Linked DNA regions of Macaca mulatta: region 1 is linked to region 2. A link is a contact called in public Hi-C data. All regions are on one chromosome and are shown on one strand. Each heading gives the region's core, a stretch centred on a gene start, on an enhancer-like site or on the middle of the called end of the contact. The rest is flanking DNA. Distances are from core to core; before and after follow the strand shown.

Region 1 (5,489 bases), core at 949-3,448, 99 kb after region 2:
TTGGCACAGGGACCTACTATGCGTGCCTGGGACCTAGTGTGAGAGGCTTTCATTCTGAAGAGAGTGGCTATCACAGAGTTCCAACCAGGACTGCAGTTTCAGAACTGTCAGATCATGCCACTTATCATGAGGAACCAACAGCCTGAATAGTTTTGTGGAAATCTTCACATTTTTCAATGTTGGATCAAATGTTTTCTAAACCTATATAGGCCAAACAACGTATGTCTGAAAAATCTGTGGCAGTCAGTTTTCAGTGGTGGCTTTACCATAATATAAAAATTAGAAAATAGAGTTCTTACTAACTCTGGCAATGTAGAAAGCAAACTGCTACAAATACGCCAATAATTCTATGTAGGCCTTTCAAAATTTGTTTAAAAATCTGTATTCTTTGGACAAATATAAACTCAATAATCATTACACATTGACCCTCTACTTGGAATTTTTCCCCACTTCGGTGAAGTTCCATACAACACCTTCTACACCGGGTATGTAATGCTGCTCAAAACACATGCCTAGAACAAAATTTAAAATGCCTACCGATCCACAACCATCGTTATATAAGAAACACACGTATAAAGTCTAAAGCTATCTAAAATTGAAGCTTTTCAAAATCTAAAACTGTTTCTGAGAGTAAGAACTAAATCTGCTTTGTAACAAATTCACTGAATTCCTACCTACCTGGCAATATATCTTTCTTAAAAATGACAGAGAAGCAAAAAACAGGACTAAAAAAAAGCCAAGTATGGCAACTATGGTAACATTCACCTTTCTACTGGGACTACAAATAAAAAGTTTATGTGGGACCATGAGTAAAAGCAATGATGTTAATCCCTCGATTCTGGAGATGGAGTGCTGGCCAGATGGTCACAACCGCCTGCTGAGTAGGGAGGTTCATGCTTAGCACTTGATCTTGCCATCTTTTCTTGGGCACAGTTAATGTTGTCAGGTACCTAGCCTGGGCCAAAGGGCGGTCAACTCACAAATTAGTCATCAGTCTCATGGCCTGAGTGAAGAGATAAACTGGCCAGATCATTGTCTCCTCCAGGAATTTGAACTAAGAACAATTTTTGCCTATTAGAAGCATAGCTGAAGGTAGAAGGATGCTATGAGGTAGAGTTGGAGCTATGGCAAACCAAAGCCACATGAAGTCAGAAATTTGTCAAGCACAGAGGAAGTCCGTTGGCAGGAAAAATTTAAAAAAGCAAACACTGGGACAGTAGCTTAGTCATACTTAGGGGGCACATTGCTACTATCCATCTCAAGATTACCAGAAGCCCAGCCTCAAACCCAGTTCCACCCAGATACCCTAACATCCCATTGACACGCTTATAACCAGCCCCCTTTCCCTCAGGTAGCTTGAATGGGTCTATGTTCCTTGAAACTAATTGCCATTTCATAGGCAGAAACCTCTACTTGGTCTCCAACTCCTGCCTGAAAAGCCAGCCAGACTGGAAGAGTGAGTTACAGAAGTGTTACTTTGAAAGTATCTGAAGCTAGTCTGACCTCCTTCTCTCTCTTAGCCACAAAACACAGCTTTCCAAAATCAACACACAGTAAGAGAAAAGCAGAGAATAAGGGACTGTATGTAAATGAATATCTTCTTGACAGGAAATCATGCTGTTTATTTAGTGTTAATATTAGTCCTCCCGGGAGATAAGACTGCCACCAGGATTCAGGGTCAGCGCTCTGGCTAGATGAATGGCAGTCACCAGAGGCAGAAGAAAGGGACATTTAGTTTACTTAGCTATTTCTAAATAGCGAAATACTTCCTTGTGGGAATATTGACCTTGCAATAGCTATTAACCTTAGATTTTATATGAATTCCACTATAAAGTAATTAACAAAGTTATAAAAGCATTAGGAAGTAGTTAAAATTCATTTTTCTTAGTGTATTTTAGGTCTAAGACTTTAAAAAAATATCACTTAAAAATTTAAAAGAGACGACTGAATTTCTTGAGAGAACTGGAAAGGATGCCATTTTCTTGTTTTGAAAGTATGTTAACTTTGACAGGAATCCACTGATACCATCAGTGTAATACTGAGAGTGGTAGGATTATATTCTAGGTCCCCAGTGCAAACTTTATTGGGGGAAAATTAAAAAGGTGTGCTGAGTATTGCAATTTGAGAATGTTTTGACGCAGTAATTCTTCACACTAATACATCTAAAGAGACACAAATACTGTTATATGAACAGTTTTTTTTGTTTGTTTTTTTGTTTTTTTGGGTTTTTTTTTAAAGTGATAGGGTCTCGTTGTTGTCGCTGGCCTGGAGTGCACTGACGCTATCCTACCTCACGGTAACCTGGAACTCCTGGTCTCAAGCGACCCGCCCTCCTCAGTCTCCCCAGTTGCTGAGATTACACCATGCCCGCCAGTGCTTTAAAAATGATATTTCAGCAAAAATTGATCTATTGAAATGTAAGAAAAACACTTGGCCTTCCAAATGCTTTCCTGTTGTTTTGAGGAGGGGGAAAACACAAAATCTTGCTCATTAGCTTTGAAATTAAAAAGTCACAAGAAGGTATATCCTAGTATCACAGAATAGGTATTTTGTAGCAGTTAGCATCTCCACTCTATAAAAAAACACCGAGTTGACAGTCTTTGACTTGAATATGCATCATAGGCTTCCCTTTAATAATCTCCCTCCACTCTTTTGCCTACTTGGCCAGCACACGAAATTTCTGGACCGCTTGTAGATTAAGAAAACCCTTGTCTAGGTCAAAGGGCAACTCATACACTCAACTAAGAAACCTTTGTGCTCTAGGGAAATATTTCTACCAAATATTTTCTTTTCCCAGCAATTAATCGAGACTCTCTTGGTCCTAGCTCCCTGAGCTTGAAAGTTCCGAAGATAATGGCTTGCACTGTGAGTATTAAGGACGCACTGTACTGGCTGATATTCTGGTACCCAGCGGTAACATTACTCCGGCCCTTCGCTTTCGTCTGTTTCAGGTATACATCCCCTCTGCGGAACTCAGTCCAGCATTGCTAGTTGACAAGCAATACACAATTATGTCTTCATGGACCAAAATAATCATGATTTCAGCTCAAGATATTACATTTTATAAGGACACGGGTCCTTAAAACAGCAGTAACAGTGACCCCCAAAATTCGAGATCCGACTCCGAGAATTTCACATGGATTCCTGAATATGCCCTTCCGAAAAATGTTTCATCTTTATTCTAAACAGAAAGCACTACGCCAAGACAGGAGCCAGCTGGGCCTTGGGGGACCGGGCACTGGTCTTGGATCAAGAATCAGGCCGCCTTCCCGAGGGCGGGCGCGCCCCCAAGAGTCCCCCGGGTTCGGGCACTGCCGCCCCGGGACAGTGACGCGCCCAGCCGAGCACCCTCGCCCTGCTCGCCGCGACCCTGCGGGGTCACTGAGGGGCCGGGACTCGGCTCTCGCTTCGCTGGCCCCTCACCTCTTCCACACCTCCCCGCGAGGACCGACTCCGCGGCTGCCTAGGAGAACTCTGACCGCGGGCGCCTCACCCGGCGGGGGTCGCCCGCGAAGCGCAGATTACAGGGCGACCCACAATCAGCAAGGGGAGGCTGCTCCGAAGCGAGGAGCACAGCTCAACCGGCAGCCGGCGCCGCGCCGAGCTCGCTCCTGCGCGGGACCCACAGCGCAGACCCGCGGGCGGGGCGCGCGCCCGCCGCCTCCTCCCCGCCCGGCCCCTTCCCCCACGGCGCAGTCCTGCAAGGGGGCTCCCTGTTACCTGCGGCAGGGCGGCGGGGGAGGAGGCCGAGGGTCTTGGCTTTGGTCCCCTGTTGGCCCCCGTGTTGACACCAACCACCCCTGCCTGCCTGTAAGGCTGTGGCCACTACACCCAATCTTCTGGGGGCCGGGTTTCTCCCACACCATAGAGACGGGTCCGGAAACGGGACAGAAGGCCCGCCTTCCTCCCTCCGACGCCACCGCTGAGGCCAACGAACCAGGAACCGAGGTAGAGCGGCCGCACAGGTGAGTCTCAGGCCAGTGCCATCTTGAGTGTGGGCGCTGTGACGTCCCCGCTTTTCACTCACTGCCCTAATGGTCTAGTTAGTCCACCAAGATGTCCCCTTTCTAGACGTTTTTGTCGAATGCTCAAGTTTGTCTTGACTTGAATTTTTAAGCTTTTAACAGCACAGTTTTACTTTCATTTCCGCCCAAATCCAAAATGGCTGCTGGCCACTTGTAACAAATAGTAGAGGTGCAGGGCGGAGAAAAGGAGTAGGGGAATTAGCGAGGACTTTCAGCGGAGTGACGTCACTCAACCTGTAGCTTTGATTGGCTAGGCTGCGAGGGCGGAGTCGTGCAGAGCGGCTGAAGCTGGCGGAGGTCCTGGTGATCTCGTTTAATCTTTGAGAGGGAGGGTCCTGAATCACACTTCATTACCAAAAAGTAATATTTGAAAATTTTAATATTAATGCAGTAGTCTCCCACCCCTCATGCTTTCTGCAGTGTCAGTTACCTGTGGTCAAACCTTGGTTCAGAAATGTTAAATGGAAAATTCCAGAAATAAACAGTTCTTAAGTTTCAAACCGCCTGCGTTCCAAGTAACCCGATTAAATCTCGGGCCATCCACTGTGTCCCACCCTGGACGCGAATCACCTCTTTGTCCCAGGTAGCCCCGTATCCACCCATTACCCACTCAGTAGCTGCCTTGGTTAACAGATGCACCTGTAGTACAGCCGCGATAATGAGAGAGAACACCAGCTTATGTTCAGGTAACCCTTATTTTACTTAATAATGGCCGTAAAGCACAGGAATTGTGGTGCTGACAGTTTGGATATGCCAAGGAGAAGCCGTAAAGTGCTTCATTAAATGAAGAGGTGAAAGAAAAAGAATCATATGCTGAGGTTGCCAAAATCTATGATAAGAACAAATTATCTATGAAATTGTGAAGAAGGAAAAAGATTCGTGCTAGTGAACTAAGCACCTGTCATGCACTGTGGCTGTAACTTTTGTAGTTTGAAGTGCAACAGCAAAAGACGGAAAAAGCATTACATTTGTGGGTGGGAGACATGAATAGAAAACGTGTTTCAACTGACCACAGTGTGTTTTGTCAGAAAGTGTTGAGCCTATGGGAAGACTTCAGAAAGGGATCCCCTGAAATTAGGCACACCAAGCCATTTACTGCAAGTAAAGGACAGCTACACAGATTGAGGACTGAAAAAACATAAAAGTAACTGGAGAGGCCACATCTGCTGATGAAGAAGCTCCCACGTGTCTGGCAGAGTTGAAGAAATTGATTAAGGAGAAAGGCTTCCAGGAGATTGATGGAGAAGTTAGGAAAATCATTCAGGTAGCAATGAAACTGCCTTTGCAAAATTATGACTAAGACAGTGAAAGAGATCCAATTTAACCAACTCCATCTTGTCCTTAACCTCCATGCTGTCCTTGTTTATTCCTGGGCGTAGGCTGCACTAACTTTGGGAGGAAATTAGTTTATAATTTACAGTTTGAAACAAAGACAGAACCCTTTCTCAAAACAAACCTCCTTCT
Region 2 (5,433 bases), core at 1,515-4,014:
CTATACAAGGTAAATGAATATAAAAACAAAATGAAACAAAAACCTCTTCCTATTTACCTAAGGCCTTCAAACCTAATATTTAGTGATGTATATTAATGGCATAGTGATCTGATCAGACACTTCACGTGAACCAGGAACTAACAAAGAGCAGGAAGAAATTCAGAGACTTGAGAGAAGAAATGGCAGGATTTCCTGGGTACAATTTCATGTAATGTCAAAGATGGTAAAAAGGTCAAATAGAATGAAGATGGAGAATACCAGAATTTGCTACAAAATGATTTCCCAGGAGATCTCATCAAATGCACAAGGATATTTTCTCAGTTTCACCTAGTGAGTACAAGATTGCTAACACAGCTCACTTATGATTTGGATAAACTAAACAAACATCAAAAATTCAGAAAAATTAATAGCAAGACAGAAATCAAACACTCAAATTTTTGGTCCTTCTGTTTATTTCATTTTGGTTACTCAGTGAATATTAACCGGGAGACTTAAAAGTTATTTCAATTATGAACCGCTTCAATCCTTCATCAATTATTTTGAGTATTCTGGTCTTAAAAACATCCCTTTCTTCTATAAACTTCTGAAAGAGGTGAACACCTCCACCTACACCAAAATAATGTGCTTTGCTAGCCAAAAGTACACGTCCATTTTTACTTAACAGTCTAAGGAAAGTCTGGTGCAAATTACTGTAATAATCTGGGTTGTAAATGGTTTCTGAGGTGAGAATGAGATCATATTTTACAAAAAGTTTTTCACTGCTTAGTACAAGCTTACAAAACTCAGACCACTCACCAGAAAAAAATCGGCATTTATATAGTTCTTGTGTTACTTTTGGTTTCTTGCATCTTTTCAGATCTGGCTTATTTACATCATTTTCTTCATCTTCCAAAGTGGAATTAGCTACTACATTAGCTAAGGTTACTTCATCAATCACCATACTGTTATAATCTTGAAAGTGAATTTCTTTGGCCCCTCCCTTGAATGCAGTTATACCCAGTAAACCTGATCCACAACCAAGATCCAAGACTTTTTTCCCGGCAAATTTCACTTTGGCCTTTGTGAAATAAGCCAGGAGGTCAAAGGTACATTCCCAGATTTTTAAGCCTCCTTCATAAACACCTGTAATCAGATCAGAGTGAGAAGAAAAGCTTTTTGAAACTATGTTTTCTCCAGGGAAGTTCTCTTTCAACAAGATGGTTTTCACTACTGAGAAGTTAACATGCTGGAAACCTGGTAATGTTTCTATGACTTTATTTTCTAACATCTTTAAATCTTTAGGCATAGCATGCTCTTTAGCAGCTCTCAAGGAGGGCTGTTTTCCATATGGCTCCAAGTTACTTGAATTGTTGGCTGCACTGAGTGGACTGTCTGTGTCTTGAGAGGGAGCTGCATTTTCCATTGACTTATGTTCCCACAAGTGACCCTGAGGCAAGTCAAATTGTTCTGCAGAACATTTTCTGTCCATGTCTTCTCCTTTTTGACTTTCTGAGACTGACAGCTCTTTTGAGGAATCCAGGGTCAAAGCTCCATCTCCAGTGGGTGTTAATTCATTTTCCAGATGGTCTTCTATAGTGAAATTAAACTGAAAGGTCATCCTCTTATTAAATGCACACGATTGTTAAATTCAGATTCTTCAACTTCTGGATAGAATTTGATGACACACACAAACCTGCCTCAATTATTCAATTAATTTTGTTGGGCCCAATTTCTCTTTAGCAGCTTATACATGGTAACAAACATTTAGAGGTATTTCCAAATTACTTTTTAGACGTCTTCGGTCCTCTTTCCATGTAACTCTGGAAAGAAAAAAAAAACAGAAAGAAAATGATGATTAAAGCAAAATGGCACATTTCACTAAAGTGTAATATTAAACAGCCATCCCCAATCCCTCCCCGCCCCACCATACAGTTGCCTTTTCTTAAAAAGTTGTGGGGAAGAGAGAGAGAGAAAGAGATTTGGACGCTCATATACACCTTAAGGGTTCAAAAGTGGGAGAAGAAAATCAGCTATAAAAACAAACAGAAGAACAGCAGCAGCAACCACCACCACCACCTGGACAAACATAAAGTCCAAGATATTCAGACAGGACGGCCTAGTTACTTGCCATCTTTCAGCTGTCTTGACTGTGTCCAACCATATTCACCCCCTAAGCTTCCAAAATAACTTCACTTCTGTCTTTTACAAAAGACGTACAATATTTTATTTTGATAAGTGGGCGTCCCTTTAAAAACATGCATAGGTATGGTCTGGTGTGTGTAAGTTCATCCAAGACTTCACTCCAAACATTTAGTCGAGAACAGCAGCCCTAAATGTATGGAAGTGGGGGTAATTTGGAAATAATTAGTAAAGACTAATTTGATGACAGAGCGAACGCAAACTAGGGCAATGCGGTAGTTTGGAGAGGCCTGTAGAAATCAGAAGCAACTTTATTGAGAATCTTCTATCCACTGCGCTAGACACTATACCATCTGCCTCTGTTTTTACAGTTCTGGCAAGTGGGATCTTTATTCCCTTTACACAAGATTTACAATTCGGGGGAGAGGAGGGTCACCCAGTCCAGCGGCTAGGAAGGCGCCTCTTTTCTCTCCCATCACGCTGCAAGGCTCGGAGTCACTTCCGGCTGCAGGTCCCAGGACAAATCCGACCCTAGAAGTGCAATCTTAAAACCCCATGGGTAGCAAATCTGGGACTTCTGGCCCTCACCTCCCCATTTGAATGTAATGTTTACAGTGATCCAGACCTGAGAATGCTAGCTTCCCGACACGTCCTGGGATCGCGCGTCTGAAAAAGCTCATCTCACGACACCTCCTCCGGACTGAAATCGTGCACCAGCGAGTCGAGTCCTCCGGAGGCTAGAGAAGCCCGACTTTCTTTCCGGCCTTGAGGGACCCGGGCTCACCAAGAAACCAGCCGTCCTCCTCTCTATGGTTCTGGAGCCGGCGGAGAGAGCGCAAGGGTTGGCTGGACTGTGAGTTTCCGCTCTGGGCTGTGGCGGGACTGTGAGTTTCCGGTCTGGGCTGTGGCGGGATTGGTTTGAAGGTGTGCTGTTTGACGAAAGTATGTCTCAGGAACGCGCCGTCCCGGCTAGCGCGGTTCACCTGGAAGAATTAAGTAGCTGGCCAGAGGAACTATGCCGCCGGGAACTGCCATCCGTCCTACCCCGACTCCTCATATCCTTCCTTAGTTGTCATTTCCACCTAGAGAGGGGTGTGGGCGGGTCGCGAACCTTTCTCTTCTGTGCCGTCAGACTCACCGTCAGGCTGGGTTATATTACCGCGGCGTGAACCCCTTCTTTTCTTTGTCAGTGAGTGGGATGAAAAGCGAGGGACTGGAGGGGAAGCGACAACCATGGTAGATCTAAGGCTTTGGCCCTGGAAAGGCTCGCGGACGTATTCTGACCTAAGGGTTTAGCAGTGGATGTGGCGTTTTCTTCCATTCCTTCTTTGAGTTTTTCTGTACTCGTTGCTTGCAATTAAGTGTAAATACTTTTGGTAGTGGGTAATGGGAGAGGCAAGGACTCAGACCTGGAGTATGAGGATAGCTCTGGCTCTTAATAGGTTGAGATAAAGCGAGATACTGTGAGCTTTTGTCTCCCGTAAAAAGGGTGGTGAATATGAATAATGCCTTTCTTAGCGTTGTAAGAATTAAAGGACACAGTTCTGTGGTGTGAAATCTTTAAAAGATGTTCAGTAAATAAAAATAATTTTCCTCCTTCCTCTCTCAGACCTCTTTTTCTTCTTCTTCCTCTTTTTTTTTTTTTTTGAGGCAAGTTCTCACTCCTCTTGCTGGGCTGGAGTCTTTTTCTGAAAGAGTTGCTTCCGCTTGTTGGCTTTTGACTGTTGCATTTGAGGCGCTTAGCGCCTTTGTCATCCAGGTGCAGCACATTCTTGGTCTCATGCCTTTGTGGTTGTAAATGTGCCTGGAATCCTAGCCTTTTCATGGTAAACCATATGTATATGTATCTTTTTCACAACTTTTGAGCCCACCTTTATACAATTACACTCAAAAAAAGTAACCTTCACTTGAGACAGTCTCAACACTGCACAAATATTGTGCAGCTAAAGCCCCATATAATCACATAGAAGTCATTCACCTAGACATTAGCAAAATCTCAGAAAGTTCCAAGGCCCCCTTTTTAAGTTTTTGTGTAGATACACAATTGCCGTCTTAAAGGAGTTTCAACTTGAAAACAAATAGCCACCCTAAAAACATTCAAAAACACTTAAACTGCATGCATAATGTGTGTGAGACATGATGTTAGCCTTTGTGAGAATAGAGACACGGAACATGTTTCCTCTCCTTCCCCACAAGCTTATAGAGAGACTTCATTAAGTTGAAAGTCAACATTCCCACTTAGCTTTGCACTTCAAACGACATATTCAAAAAAGCCGGAACTTCTTCCTCTGATTTTCCTCATCTGAGTAAATGGTTTCACAAACTGAAACCTTGAATCCTGTCTCTCTCACACACCCGATCAATAAGTTCTATTGTTTCTGATTCCAAACTGTCTTGAATCAATCCATTTATTTCCATCCTCATTGCTACCACTCTGATTCCAAACCCCTATCACCCTCTCACTTGGAGTATTAATAGTTTCCTTGTTTCTGCTCATAATTATTACAAGAAAGCTCAGAGGGGAAAAACACAGATCACGTAATTTCCCTTTTTAAACCACTTTACCTTCAAGGCTCCAGGTGATCTAAGCCTTGCCCTTCTCTCATACCTAGTTAACTACACTCTATTCATGAATACATTAGGCTCACCTACCTCAGGATCTTTGTGCTCAGCCTGGTTCTCCCAGCCTTTTGCATATTTCATGTTTATATCTTGGCCCAAATGTCACCTCCTTAGAGGGGCTTTTTCAGAGCCTTCAATCTTAGGTAGTTCCCCCAAACCCAGTCTTACACTTGTATCAATTGATCTGTTCAGTTTTCTAAAAAGCACATTATCGTTAAAAGAAATGCTCTTGTTTGCTTTGTATATTTTCCACTTTTACATATTACGTTGCAAAGTTCATAAAAGCAGCAAGTTGATTTTATTCACAGCGTTATCCTCAGCACCTGGAACAGTGCCTGACACATAGTAAGCATTCATTAAAGAGCTAAAAATATTTCATGTTTTAAAAATTCTTGAGAGTCTAATTAGACAATACTTTTTTTTCAGCTTATGGTAGTATTTTAGCTTCACTATTTTAACAAATGAAAAATTTGCAACAAATCTACAATGCCACTATCCCCCAAAATCATTTTCATGTTTTGCATTTTACATATTATTTTCTAGGCCTTACCTGCATGTCTGCATAATCATAAGTGACTAATTTTGGAACAGCTAGCAATGATTTGAGCTTTACTGAAATTTTTTCATGAGGCCAATTCTATCCTACTGAACTCAAATTTGAGTTAATGATGACCTCATTTTGATTGCTGCTGT

What was found. Hi-C and Micro-C count contacts between places; a contact is called where the count stands out from the background.
Region 1: a contact with region 2 is called in a Hi-C map of CD4 T cells, with 5 times the contacts expected there. The contact joins the promoter of LOC144340321 here to the promoter of METTL18 in region 2. A contact is called at or near these places in 2 of 14 Hi-C or Micro-C datasets (CD4 T cells and cortical neurons).

The regions. Positions count from the first base shown.
Region 1 is chr1:27,402,314-27,407,802 of T2T-MMU8v2.0, forward strand. It overlaps LOC144340321, which reads left to right and starts at 2,199. Exons shown (of 2, transcript XM_077999687.1): 1 at 2,199-3,965. The coding sequence starts at 3,151. It overlaps SCYL3 (SCY1 like pseudokinase 3), which reads right to left and starts at 3,889. Exons shown (of 15, transcript XR_013416295.1): 1 at 3,721-3,889.
Region 2 is chr1:27,302,420-27,307,852 of T2T-MMU8v2.0, forward strand. METTL18 (methyltransferase 18, RPL3 N3(tau)-histidine) reads right to left here and starts at 2,765. Exons shown (of 2, transcript NM_001266262.1): 1 at 2,744-2,765; 2 at 436-1,799. The coding sequence starts at 1,597. The coding sequence ends at 479. FIRRM (FIGNL1 interacting regulator of recombination and mitosis) reads left to right here and starts at 2,936. Exons shown (of 24, transcript XR_013416278.1): 1 at 2,936-3,172.